3 separate regions of the Mus musculus genome follow, and regions 1 and 3 are each linked to region 2. A link is a contact called in public HiChIP or PLAC-seq and capture Hi-C data. All regions are on one chromosome and are shown on one strand. Each heading gives the region's core, a stretch centred on a gene start, on an enhancer-like site or on the middle of the called end of the contact. The rest is flanking DNA. Distances are from core to core; before and after follow the strand shown. Region 1 overlaps Slc39a14 (solute carrier family 39 (zinc transporter), member 14). Region 2 overlaps Ppp3cc (protein phosphatase 3, catalytic subunit, gamma isoform). Region 3 holds the start of Ppp3cc (protein phosphatase 3, catalytic subunit, gamma isoform).

Region 1 (3,942 bases), core at 1,302-3,801, 90 kb before region 2:
CAGGCAGCCTGCTCTGTGACCCTCCCGTCCTGTACGCAACTTTGTTGTTTCTTGCACAAACCGAATGATCCTTGGGTAGTGTCACACTCGCCACTGTGATGTGGCTTAAATAGGCACAAGTAGAGCCAACGACACACCAAACCTTCTCTTCCCACTCGCTCTGGTGTCCTGTTAAAAGACCTTGAGTCCTAAGTCTGCACCGGGCCCGAGCACGTGCTGAATGCGTGCATGCGATGAGGCAGTAGCCTGCCCTGTTTGCCAGTCACACCAGCTGGCAGGTATGACTCAGGGCACCTTGGGAGCAGGGGCAGTAGTCACAGGGTTCCGAGACCACCTCAAATTCCTCCTCATACCTCCTGCACTGATTGAAGGAAATTGCATCAGACCCAAATCACTAACAAATCTCCTATTTCTCTCTCTCTCTTTCTCTCTCTCTCTCTCTCCCTCCCTCTCTCTCTCTCTCTCTCCATCTCTGGTCTTTCTTTTTGGGTTCCTTTGTTCATACCCACAATTCTCCTGTCCACCTCCTTCCCGTCCTGGTGGTTGCCTTGCTCCCTGTCCTGGGTGGGCTGGCAGTATGGGGGTACGGTTTCCTCTGCGTTACCGTCATCTCCCTCTGCTCCCTCATGGGGGCCAGCGTGGTGCCCTTCATGAAGAAGACTTTTTACAAGAGGCTCCTGCTCTACTTCATAGCCTTGGCGATTGGAACCCTCTACTCCAACGCCCTCTTCCAGCTCATCCCAGAGGTATGACAAGCTGCAGCGCTCTCACCAGAGCACCCCTGTCAGCGAGGGGCAGTAGGCACAGTGGGGGGAGCCTCTATGTACATGGAAGTTACAGGGACTGGCCCCCAAGACTCCTTTGTTTGGAAAGGAAAGCTAGGACCAAGCTAGGCAAGATTTAAGGGCTAGGTTAAAATCCCATCCTTAACCAGACCCCACACATGGACGAGCCATTCACTTCTGTTCTTTGTATAAGATGAGAAACAATAGGATGACTCTCAAAGGCATATGGGTGCCTCCCAAAGGCTGGGACCGTAGAGTGAAACGCCAATGAAACTTGGCACTGAAAAGATGGCTCAGCTGGTTCGATTCGCAGTACCCACAGGGAGCTTACAAACTCTAACTCCAGTTCCAGATAGTCTCATGCCCTTTTGTGGCCTCTGCAGGTACCAGGTGTGTGTCCGCGACCACACACACACACACACACACACACACACACACACACAGTGCACACATGTACATGCAGGCAAAACACACTTACACATAGGTGGAAGACAAGCAACCTCGAATAGCTCTGACCCTCAGTGTGGGGCTTTAATTTAGAGAAGCAAACCACAGCGAAACCCCCAGTTCTCAGTAAAAACCCAGCTCTTTGGTAGGGAGTTTGAGGGCAAAGGAAATCCAGAGGAAGCAGGACATTTGTGGTACCTTCACGGTGGGTGACCTTCCACGGGAGAGAAGGGAGCCACTGTTTTGAAGCCTGCGTGATTTAGAGAGTATGTTCAGTGGACCTGCTAATTATAATAAGCACAATGCATTTCACTGCGGGTGGTCTGACAAGCCTGAGCAAAGGCAAGGGCCAGTCTCACATGCTTCTGAGAACACTGTTTTCTACAGTATTGTTTTGTGTTCTAGGTGGAGCAATTGTGATGTCTGTTAAATGAATCATGTCTCTCCCTGCTCCCACGCCCCCTACCCCCCAAAAAAGTCTGACCTGCATGAGTGGCCACTACCCTAAGCTTAGGTCTAATGAGTCCTGTGCTCTTGAGTCCCGCCTCACCTACTGGCTCGTCCTTCACTTTTTCCCAGGGTGCACCTCTTCTCCAGAAGAGCTGGCCTGCAAGCAGGGTTTCTTTAACATTTGCCCTCCTGGTCTCTTAGAGGCCGAGGCTAGAGCAGCCCTCTAAGGCGCGTGCTGCCTTAAACTGCAGGAAGAGAAATGTTTGCCCTTGAAGTCACTTGGGGTTCTCCTTCAGGAGGGTTAGCTCTTGTCTCTGTCCTGTTCCCAAGAGACCTGGAGTATATTTTTGGAGATAGCCTCACCTCATGGGTTTAGACTTGCTGTCTTCCTGCCTCCGTCTCCCAAGTACTGGGAATTGAGCCTGTTTTCTGTTAGAAACGACACAAACAGGTCATTGGATACTTGGCACCATAAACCAGGAGCCAGACTTAGGACAGCTCTCTGGCTACTCCCACCTTCTTTTACCCTTCCTTACTTAAGTGAAATTTCCAGAAAGAACTCAGAGCAGCATACCCCCCAGTCCATTCTTTTCAAAAATATTTTTATTTTGTTCTAGAGAAATGGAACCTTTGCTGGGCAGGCTGGCCTTAGAGTCCTGGGGTCCTCCCACCTCCTCCTCCTGAGTTTGGGAAACTGCAGGCTTGTGGAACTAGGCCTGGCTTTTATCCACCCCAAGATGCCTGCAGGGACAGAGCCTGCTTTTTTTGGTTTGTGGTCCTTTCAAGATTCTGTGGTCAGGACGATGCTGCAATTCTTGCTGTGGAACTAGAATGGATTTTCTCCTTTTAGCAATCGTAACTAAGCCACTTCCCGTTGTGTTTACGGGCAGATGAACCGAGGACAGTAGATGAGGCAAAAATAAACGCAGGTGGCCTCCCTTTATACGTGGAATTTGCTGACTAAGTGCTTTTGTGGCTAAGCACTAACAGAGATTAAGACAGCGTCCTCATTAAAAGGAGACAACCACCTTTTAATCCCCAGATCTGGGGAGGTAGAGGCAGGCTGACCTCTGTGAGTCTGAGGACAGCTTGGTCTATGTAGTGAGACCTAGTCAAAAAGAAAAGAAAAAGAAAGCAAGCAAGCCAAGTGGCCATGGTAGTTCCTGCCTATCATGCGACCCAGAATGCTTGCCGCTCTTCCCGCTCTTCCCGAGGCCCAGGGTTTGGCTCCCAGCGTGCACATGGCTCCCGGGTGGGTGCCTACAGCTCCAGGTTCAGGTGAACTGGCACCCTCCTCTGGCCTCCTCAGCCACCTACATGCATATTTGCAAACGCACACATTCACGTACACATAAATAAAAGTTAAGTAAATGTAAAATACATATAATAAAACCCTAAGAGCTGGAGATGTAGCTTAGTGGTAAGGTGATTGCCTAGCAAACCCAAGGTCCTGGATCCAAATGCCCAGGATCAGAAAAGCCTAAAGACAGCCTGCCTTTTGTATCCAAAGAGAATATGCAGGCACCAGGCTAGTGCTGGCGAGTCAGGGGAATGCAGAGGCTAGGTTTCTGCTGGCCGGAGAATGGGCAGCCAGCAGACTGCCCGTCTCCCAGAGTGGAGAGTGGTAAGCAGATGAGAGCCGCTGAAGGCTTATGTTTGTAAACTCATTCTGTTTTCCTGCGCCCACAGGCTTTTGGCTTCAACCCTCAGGACAATTACGTCTCCAAGTCTGCAGTGGTGTTTGGGGGTTTCTACCTTTTCTTTTTCACAGAAAAGATCCTGAAGATGCTCTTGAAGCAGAAAAACGAGGTGAGGCCCAGTTGTTAATGATGACCTATCCAGTGGAAAACCCTAACCTCGAAAACAAAAGTGCTGACGTGGGTCGGTGGGGTGTAGCAGCGCGTGACGGCGCTTGCAGAGCAAGCCTGGCATTCTCTCTATAGAGGACAGTAAAGAGGTTTGGTTACAAGCATCCAGGAACAGCTCTGACTGGTGTAGCTCCTGTATAAGAGGCCTCCTGTCGCTGGCATGGGGTCACTGCCTGTTAGAGTTGAATGAAGTGGCCATCTTAAAAGAGCAACCTAAGAACTTAGAGTAGTGGTCACCTCACTGGATTGGGTGACAGCAGGAGACTTCTTTGCCTACTAGAAAGTCCCTGTCTTTGTATGTGTTGCCACCGGCTATACCAATTTCTCTACGTCCCTGTGTGTGACCTGCTCAGTTTCCTTGGATATAGGAATAAGCTCTTCCCCAGCCTTGG
Region 2 (3,989 bases), core at 438-2,937:
ATGTTTGTTTACTGTGGTTTTATCATGGTAGCTCCAGATCAGAAGCAGCTCCCCTGCCTGTTGGTAGTGAATACATTATATTATATTGATACAGTAGGCTACTGCTCACCCATTGGACCTGTTGCATTGAGGTCAAAGCACAAGCTTAGCTCCTGTCCATCAGTAAGAAAGAGTGTCACTCTGAAAGCCAGTGATATCTTGAAGAGTTACACATGCTTTGGAAATAACATATAAGTAATCCCTAATTAAAGCACTGATTCAAACCAGAAATGAAGAGACATAAAATATACTGGGACCAAGCCCAAAAAGGAGTGAAGAAAAAAAAATATGTATATACATACATATATATATATCCCAAGTTACTGCACCTATAAAATTCTCTTGCTACCCTTGATTTGTAGATTTGCTCCTATGAGATCTAGCAAAAAAATTATATTAAAGCAACTTTGTGGATCAATAAATTTTTAAAACTTCAAGTAAGGAAGATAGGTAGGCATTTCTCTTTTTTTCTTAATCCATGTTACTTCCTATTAACCTAAAACACCCTCATCAGAACTGTTCACAGAAAATCTCATATGACTAATTAACAAGTAAAATAAAAGTAGTTAAGTATCTTATATTTTTAAAAGCCTGTACATTTCTTTAGAGATATGGCCTCTAGGAGGTCGACCATCCTTCAGAGGATAGTTCACAGCCCTGTGAAAGAGACTAAGTAGATTCAGTGAGTTATTAAACAACAAAAAAGGAGAGGACATGGAGATGGTGGGAGGTGGGTATGATCAAGATACACTATATATGTACAAATGAAGATCCTGCAACCATGGAGTTGAGGGTGCATTGGAAATACTTTATGGACCTGAGAGAGGACTCAGTGGGTAATAAAAGATACTTATTGCCAAAGTTGATGACCTGAGTTTGGTCCCACATGGTGGAAGAAGAGAACCAACTCCTGCACTCTTTAACCACCATATGTGTGCTGTGGCATGCTCATGAACACACACACACACACACACACACACACACACACACACACACACAATGTAATAGAACATAATGAAGGGGCTAGAGAGATGGCTTAGCAGTTAAGAACACTTGCATTCTTACATGGGGCCTGAATTTGGTTCTCAGCACCCACATGGTGGCTCACAACCATCTATAACTGCATTCCAGGGGATCTGACACTTTTCTGATCTCTACAGGCACCATCCATGCAAATGGTACACATATATAAAAGCAGAAAAAACAGCCATATACATAAAATAAAAATCAACCTAAAAAAAGTTAACCACAGTCAGTGGTAACTAAGATAGGTTTGATGATGATGATGAAGTCAGTAGGTAGCTGGATGTGGCTGCATGCTTGTAATCTCAGCACTTGAGTGGCAGACATGGGAGGATCAGGAAGGAGTTTGATATTCTAGCTACACAGCAAATTTCAGGGATGGCCTGGCCTATATATGACCCTGCTTAAAAAAAATCGTTTTAAGGATTAATGAGAGCTTCAGTGTCTGTAATAAAGCTCTTGCCTGGTGTGCATGAAACTTTTGGTTTGATCCTTAGGACTGGGGAAATGACAGAAAGGAAGGAAAGAAAGGAAATTGTTGATGAGATTTTAGAGAAATGAGGTCATCCTGTGCTGCTTGAGGGAATAGAGCTACTGTAGAGAGAACATTGTATCAGTTCTTCAGATGACTAAATAGAGTCACCATAGATTCAGCACTGCCACCCTACACGGCCCCCTCCAGTGAGAGAAATAAACTATGTCCTCACCAAGACTTGTATATCAATGGTCATACATGACACTTTCAAAAGAGCCTCACATGGCATTCTTCTGAACACCCTAAAGTAGATGCGACTTCAGTGTTCATCCATTGGATAACAAAGTAAGGTCTATACAGTGGGATTCCACATAGCCATAACAAGAAGGAATGCACTCATATGCATCAAGGCTAGGCTATACTGCATAGTGAGTTCCACGCCAGCCTAGCCTACGTAGTGAGAGCCTGTCTCAAAACAGCAAAAATAGTGACATACACACTTGAAACAATGTTCTAGCATAGGAATTATATGTAAACAGTTTCATAATTTTTTTTCTTACCATGTCCCTTGGTACATACAGACTGCATCTTAGTAACCAATGCAAAAAACAGTTCAGTGAGGGCCCTAAAATTTTAATACTGGAGGTCTGTAGAGATGGCTCAACAGTTAAGAGTACTTATGGTCTTTGCAGGGGACCTGAATTCGGTTCCCAAAACCACATAATAGCTCAAAGTCATCCTTGCCTCCAGTTCCAGGGGGTGTGACATCCTCTTCTGATCTCCACATATGCAGGCAAAACATTCAGACACATGAAATAAATAAATCTAGATTTTTTTTTTTTTGAAATGGGATGCTGGTATATACTTTACCACACACATTCAAACTCCAAGTAAACCACCACTCTCCGTAGAGTTTTAGACGGAACTCTGGTTCCCACCTTCTCACAGCTGCAGAGGCAGCACCCTGCTCTGTGAGAGGTGCTGTCCCTCCTTGTGTGGCTTATCTGGCCCGTCTGAGGTCAGAGAGACTACAGCAGTGCTCTAACAGGAGCCTTCCTAGGGGCCATTGCAGGCACATGGGTGCTGGCCGCCAGATCCTGCTCTTAAATTGCAGTGGGAGGTGAAGGAGCTTCGCAGCTCTCTCTCTCTCATAGTGATGAAGGAAACCTCACGGTGGTCTTGCTGCTGAGTGGCCTTCCTTCCTTCCTTAGGAAAGTTGCCCTTGGAGGAGCTGGCAGGGCTCTAATGGGATCTCATTGCTGTACCCTGGAACCATTTCATGTGTTACAGCTTGACTGCCTGACAGAAAGTGGCAGGGGGAAGTTTCCCTATTGGTGCTCATTTTAATTGCTTCCATTTCTGGCACCGGAAGGGAGAAGATTGCTTTCTTAGTAATTGACCTGCTTTCTTGCACAAGGAAAAGAAGCCATATGAGGTGTTAGCGTGAGCCTCTGCCATGTCCTGCATCTCAGATGGGTACAAATCAATTAGAGTTCAAATCAATGCCTAGCTGTTCACCTCTAGACCAGAAGTAACTCTTCACTTATAACCTATTTTTCTCCCCTTCCAAATGCTAGAGCTATTCAAGTACTGTCCTATTCTTTTATTATTGTAATTATTAAATGGTTAAGGACAGTTAGGTCATGCGTAAGTCATTTAACAATACTAAGAAGCAAGATTAAATAGGATTTTTAAATAGGACTGAGCAACAGCTCGATTGATACAATCTGAGCAGTTACAAGCTCAAACATAGTTGTGATATTAAATTATCTGATTTAACAAGTCATTTTGATGTGTGATGATCACAAGACACAACCAGCAGTTGATGATTTCAAATTCCCATGCCAACAGGAGTGTTAGAACTGTTAGTGCCTCCCCACCTCATGCGCATGCTCCTGAGGTAATCCCCTCCCTTCTCTCTCTGGGTGGGACCCTGGCTGCTTTACTGTCAGTTCACTCATCCTTTCTCTGTCTTCATTTTTGTATGCACTGCTCCTGCCTTCTTACAGCCAAACAAGAAGCCGCAGAGGAGCGGGAAGGTATGGCCATATCCCTCAGCCGGAACACCCCTGTGTCTGTTCACCAGCCTCCAAGCTTCATTGGCATGTCGGAACTCACTAGCATCTGCAGAACCCTGACAGGAAAGGAGAGGATGGCCCTCAGGGTGGCCACATGCCAGCCTGTTTCTCAGATGGCCATCACACAGCCTGTGTCCTTTCTAAGTCTGTCAGTTTTATGTAATGACTGAAGCTTGTGCAGCTGGTAATGACAGAGGTCAAATGATTTAAGTGGTTCCTTTCTTTATTAAGAGAGTTACCGCCGGGCAGTGGTGGTGCACGCCTTTAATCCCAGAGGCAGAGGCAGAGAGGCAGAGAGAGAGGAGAGGCAGAGACAGGCGGATTTCTGAGTTTGAGGCCAGCCTGGTCTACACAGTGAGTTCCAGGACAGGCAG
Region 3 (3,942 bases), core at 1,238-3,737, 68 kb before region 2:
AACCTAACTAAGACAATATCCCAATTGTCCAGTTATACTTCACTCAGACTCTGTGTACAAGAGCATATGAAATTATTTTAAAAGGAGGTAACTTTGTTATTCTAGTAAGCAATGAGCATCTTATATAAAAAGACCAACCTAGACACAGAATATAGTCTCCACCTTTAGAGTCTAATGGAGAAAGAACTACATAATAAATATTCTGATCCTCCTGCCTCCACCTTCTGAATGCTAAATTTTTTTATGTCATGGAGGTGAATCTAATTTAAGATCCAAGTAGGTAATCCAGTGTAATGGCACACAACTTTAATCCCAGCACTTAGGAAGCAGAGGCAGGTGAATTTCTGTGAATTCGAGGCCAGCCTGGTCTATGGAATGAGTTCTAGGATAGCCAGAGCTACACAGAGAAACCCTGTCTCGAAGGGAAAAAAAATCCAAGTAGTTGATAAACTTTCCATAACTAATACTGAATAATCTATTGTTTCCTTTTGATTTAGAGTTTCCCAAAGCTTTTTGGTTTTAGCAATCCTGTCGGTGTTAGCATCTGATTCCATGTCTGTTCAATGGAGGTATAGCACTCTGATTGCTTCTTAAATAGAGAACTTTCTTAAAATATCACAACTGTTCTCATTGTGGAAGCCTGAAATCACACTCTGTGAAAACAAAACCAAATTCTATTTAGTCTCCGAAGGGCTCCTGCCTCAAGTGTGCCTTACCGTGAAAGATTAGGTCAAGACAACAGGAGACAAGGGAGGGTCTGATTCTAGTCCATATGCTAGACCTCCTTTCTGTACACAAATCTATATTAGGGGAGACTTAGTCTTGACCCTATAGTCTCTTAATTATCCCACAGTACTTCCTGCACTGCCTGGCAAGGTGGTAAATACCAATAATCCCATCATTTGGGAGGTGTCGGCAGGAGGATCAGTAGCTCACCGTCACTCTTGGCTATGAGTTCCAGGTTAGCTTGAATGGCATAAGACCTGTTTCTAAAGACAAAACAAACAAAATCCCCAAGCCAAGCCAAGCCAACCCTTTCTACAATGATGAAAATGTCTTATCACAGCCAATAATGCAGCCAGCACTTGAAGTTTGGCTAAGACACAAGAGGAAACTGAACTACTAAAATTTAATTTACAATGCCACATATGGTTACTTATTGGCCATTGTAGTAACTATGAAGACTGGTTGGCCTATAAATTGTACGTTTCCTTGGATTTAAGTTTCAATATTTCATTATCATTGCTAAAATAAAAAAAAAAAGCAAAGTACTTTTTGCCTGGCCAAGTCCTGTCCTCAGTGAGAAAGAGGCTTCTAATTAAGGAGCAATAATGACCAATTTTTAACCTAAAAATAAGCCAGATTGTGAAACTTGACTATGGGATTGCAAGTCCCCATCACTGCAAAAATAAAACAAAATAAAAAACATATGAGGAGGGGATGAGGAAAATGGCTCAGTGAAACACAAGCATGGGGTTCTGTTTGAGTCCCTGCATTCAAATAGAACCTGGGTACAACCTCAGCGTTTGTAACTTCAGTGCTATGGGGGAAAGGGGACAGGCAGAGGGACAGGTGAGAGAATTTGCTGGCCTTCCAGTCTAGCAGGCATGTCAGCTTCAAGTTTAATGGGACCCTGTCTATTAAATTTAAGGTAGGAGCACTAGAGGATGGCCTCGACCTCTGGCCTCCATATGTGCTCGTATGGGCCAGCTCACCAGCACACACAAATACAAACACTTCATGCATGCACACACACCTACTCCACACCACACATACATGACACGCGCACACACACTCACACACGGTAGGGAGGCAGGTGCGGTGTCACTGTGTGTCACTATTCCACAGTGGAATAGATGCGTCCAAGTAGGCAGGTGACAATATAAGGGGAAATCGGTTAGAAGTCAATTCCCTTTCTCAAGGAAGCCTGGGCTAGCGTCCCAGAAGACAGTGAGTGACTGCTGTCTCATGTATATAGAAAGGGAGACACCGCTTCTCAGAAACGGGGTTCTCCCAGGAGCTGAACTGGAGTAGGATGGCCACGGAGGTACTTAGGCTGCTAGATACAAGCTGTATGCAACAAACATGAAGTTGACAGGGGTTTCAAAGTTTGGGGGTTGGTGAATGGGAGAGGGTAACCTGAGAAACAGGGTAGAATGGTTAATTTCTTATGGAGACAAAGTGGGTGGAGGACCCCAGTGATAACGGAGAGAGCGTTCATGAGATAGGGGCTCTCTCTGATGAGAGGGACACAGACTCAGTGGCAGCCACCAAGAATCAGGACACCTGCCTGGTCCCAAGGTCGCAGCTGCTTCCGAGGTCCCAGCGGCTGGTTTGAGAAGCTACAGGTCAGGGTTGGGCGTCCAGAGCATCTGCCCCACGCGAGGCGGACGGCGGTCAGCAGTGAATCCGGAGCTGAGACCCGAGATCCGCGCGTGCGCAGAGCGCGGCTGCGGCCCTCGAGGCCGCCGGGAAGTTGTGAGCGCGGAGGCGCGCACGCGGGGCCCCAGCCGCGCGCAGCCGCGGTCTCCCTAGTTGTGTCCCTCAGCCGCGGTCGCCGTAGCTCTCGACGCGGTCGTCCCCGCCGAGCCGCGGGCGCCGCCGCAGGGAGGGAGCGGCGCTGCGGCCGCCGCCGTCCGAGGACGCCCCGTATTCCGGGGCCCGGCACGGTGGCTGCCCGCTCGCCGAGCGCAGCCCGCCTAGGAGGAAGGCGGCGGCTTGCGTCCAGCGGGCCGCCGGAGCCGGGAGGAGACCATGTCCGTGAGGCGCCCTCAGTTCTCCACGACCGAGCGCGTCATCAAAGGTGCCGAGCGCGCCGCGGGGAACGGCCCTCGCCGGGCGACGGCTCGGGGACTCGAGGAGCGGGGATGGAGGCAGCGGCGGGAGGCGCTGCAGGGCGCGGGGAGGACCGGGCTGCTGTCCGCCGGCGTCCCCGGTGACTGCTGGACGGGTACCTAGCGGGAGGTGGATAGAGCGACCGCGCCCGCCATCCACTCCCGAAGCATCCAGGCGGTTTCTCCTGATTCCCCACTTTTTGGTCTTTCATCTGGGGACACCGTCTGGGTTGTGTGAGCAGGGAGTTCTCTTGACTCACCCAAGTCATGCCTTTCCTTAGGCTCAGCTCTTTTTTGACAGCTCCTTACCAAACCCTTTAAAAAATTATTTTTGAGGGGTGTGGTGGGTATACTGTGCACGTTTGGCTCACTTTCTCTACATATCCCAAGTCATTGCTTTTATTAAAAGAAACAAGATGATAGTGACACAGTCTTCTTAAAAGGGCTTACAAGTTTTGGCTATAAGGACTTGGTGAATAATAATCTCCCAGATGTCTCTCATTATATCTGATATTCAGTTATTCTAAGGAAACACGAAAGTGTTTCTAAATCTTCTGAGTTTATGATATAGTTTCTGCCCTTTACCCAAAAGGACCTGTCTAACATAACCACTGATTCACATGCTTCTATTGTCCGACTTCTAAGACCCCTCCATAATAATAGTTGGTTTGAAAGCACTGTTTTCTAAGAAGGTGCTATGCTTAGACCAGTTATTTCTGAGTGAGGTGGTTTTCACCATAGTGGGAAAAAACTAAAAATTATTTCCCCGTTTCATTTTGATATTAGGAGACAGGAAACTAAGATTAGTAATGATAATTTTTTTTTTAAATAAGGGGGAGCCTATTGAGTGCTCAGAGAGAGAAGGATAGTATTGGTGTCATAAATGTTAGTTATCTGCCTTGGCAGACAGTACTTTTGAGACTTATTTCCTCAGAATTTGGAATCATTAGGGATTGAAGTCAATTGTTCATAGAATGGACTTAGTCCTTTAACAGCTAGAGTGCCATGACGGTCTTCGTGGAAGGCTTTATAGCATTTAAGCCATGAGGAAGATCTGAGCCTCTTAATACACAGGAATCACTTCTACAACCTTCCCTGGTGAAGCAAG

The links. HiChIP or PLAC-seq counts read pairs in DNA pulled down with a chosen protein or histone mark. Capture Hi-C pulls out chosen DNA fragments and counts their contacts.
Region 1: a capture Hi-C map of bone marrow-derived macrophages shows a contact between it and region 2, with 2.6 times the contacts expected there. The contact joins two enhancer-like sites. A contact is called at or near these places in 1 of 39 promoter capture datasets (neural stem cells), 2 of 15 datasets of contacts at CTCF or cohesin (CD8 T cells and large pre-B cells), 8 of 484 Hi-C or Micro-C datasets (the G1E-ER4 cell line, the P5424 cell line, bone marrow-derived macrophages and 4 more), 4 of 115 datasets of contacts at active chromatin or transcription factors (the HPC-7 cell line, embryonic stem cells, neural progenitor cells and 1 more) and 4 of 9 other capture datasets (adipose tissue, bone marrow-derived macrophages, liver and 1 more).
Region 3: an H3K4me3 HiChIP or PLAC-seq map of bone marrow-derived macrophages shows a contact between it and region 2, with 2.4 times the contacts expected there. The contact joins the promoter of Ppp3cc here to the enhancer-like site in region 2. A contact is called at or near these places in 17 of 39 promoter capture datasets (the 3T3-L1 cell line, 3T3-L1-derived adipocytes, the C10 cell line and 12 more), 1 of 15 datasets of contacts at CTCF or cohesin (CD8 T cells), 15 of 484 Hi-C or Micro-C datasets (the G1E-ER4 cell line, the HPC-7 cell line, LSK cells and 11 more), 6 of 115 datasets of contacts at active chromatin or transcription factors (the 230-238 cell line, CD8 T cells, bone marrow-derived macrophages and 2 more) and 3 of 9 other capture datasets (adipose tissue, liver and pancreatic islet).

Annotation. Positions count from the first base shown.
Region 1 is chr14:70,310,405-70,314,346 of GRCm38.p6, reverse strand. It overlaps Slc39a14 (solute carrier family 39 (zinc transporter), member 14), which reads left to right. Exons shown (of 10, transcript NM_144808.4): 5 at 577-746; 6 at 3,372-3,491. Among named protein-coding and RNA genes, the nearest start is that of Ppp3cc, 23 kb to the right of the region's middle. Within about 2 kb of position 2,551, at least 53 of the 459 cell types and tissues checked have an H3K27ac peak or open chromatin away from gene starts, as enhancers often do. A contact at or near this core is called in bone marrow-derived macrophages, where this site is marked.
Region 2 is chr14:70,219,604-70,223,592 of GRCm38.p6, reverse strand. Ppp3cc (protein phosphatase 3, catalytic subunit, gamma isoform) reads left to right here. Exons shown (of 14, transcript NM_008915.3): 13 at 3,547-3,576. Among named protein-coding and RNA genes, the nearest start is that of Sorbs3, 14 kb to the right of the region's middle. Within about 2 kb of position 1,687, at least 4 of the 459 cell types and tissues checked have an H3K27ac peak or open chromatin away from gene starts, as enhancers often do. A contact at or near this core is called in bone marrow-derived macrophages, where this site is marked.
Region 3 is chr14:70,288,042-70,291,983 of GRCm38.p6, reverse strand. Ppp3cc (protein phosphatase 3, catalytic subunit, gamma isoform) reads left to right here and starts at 2,487. Exons shown (of 14, transcript NM_008915.3): 1 at 2,487-2,803. The coding sequence starts at 2,755.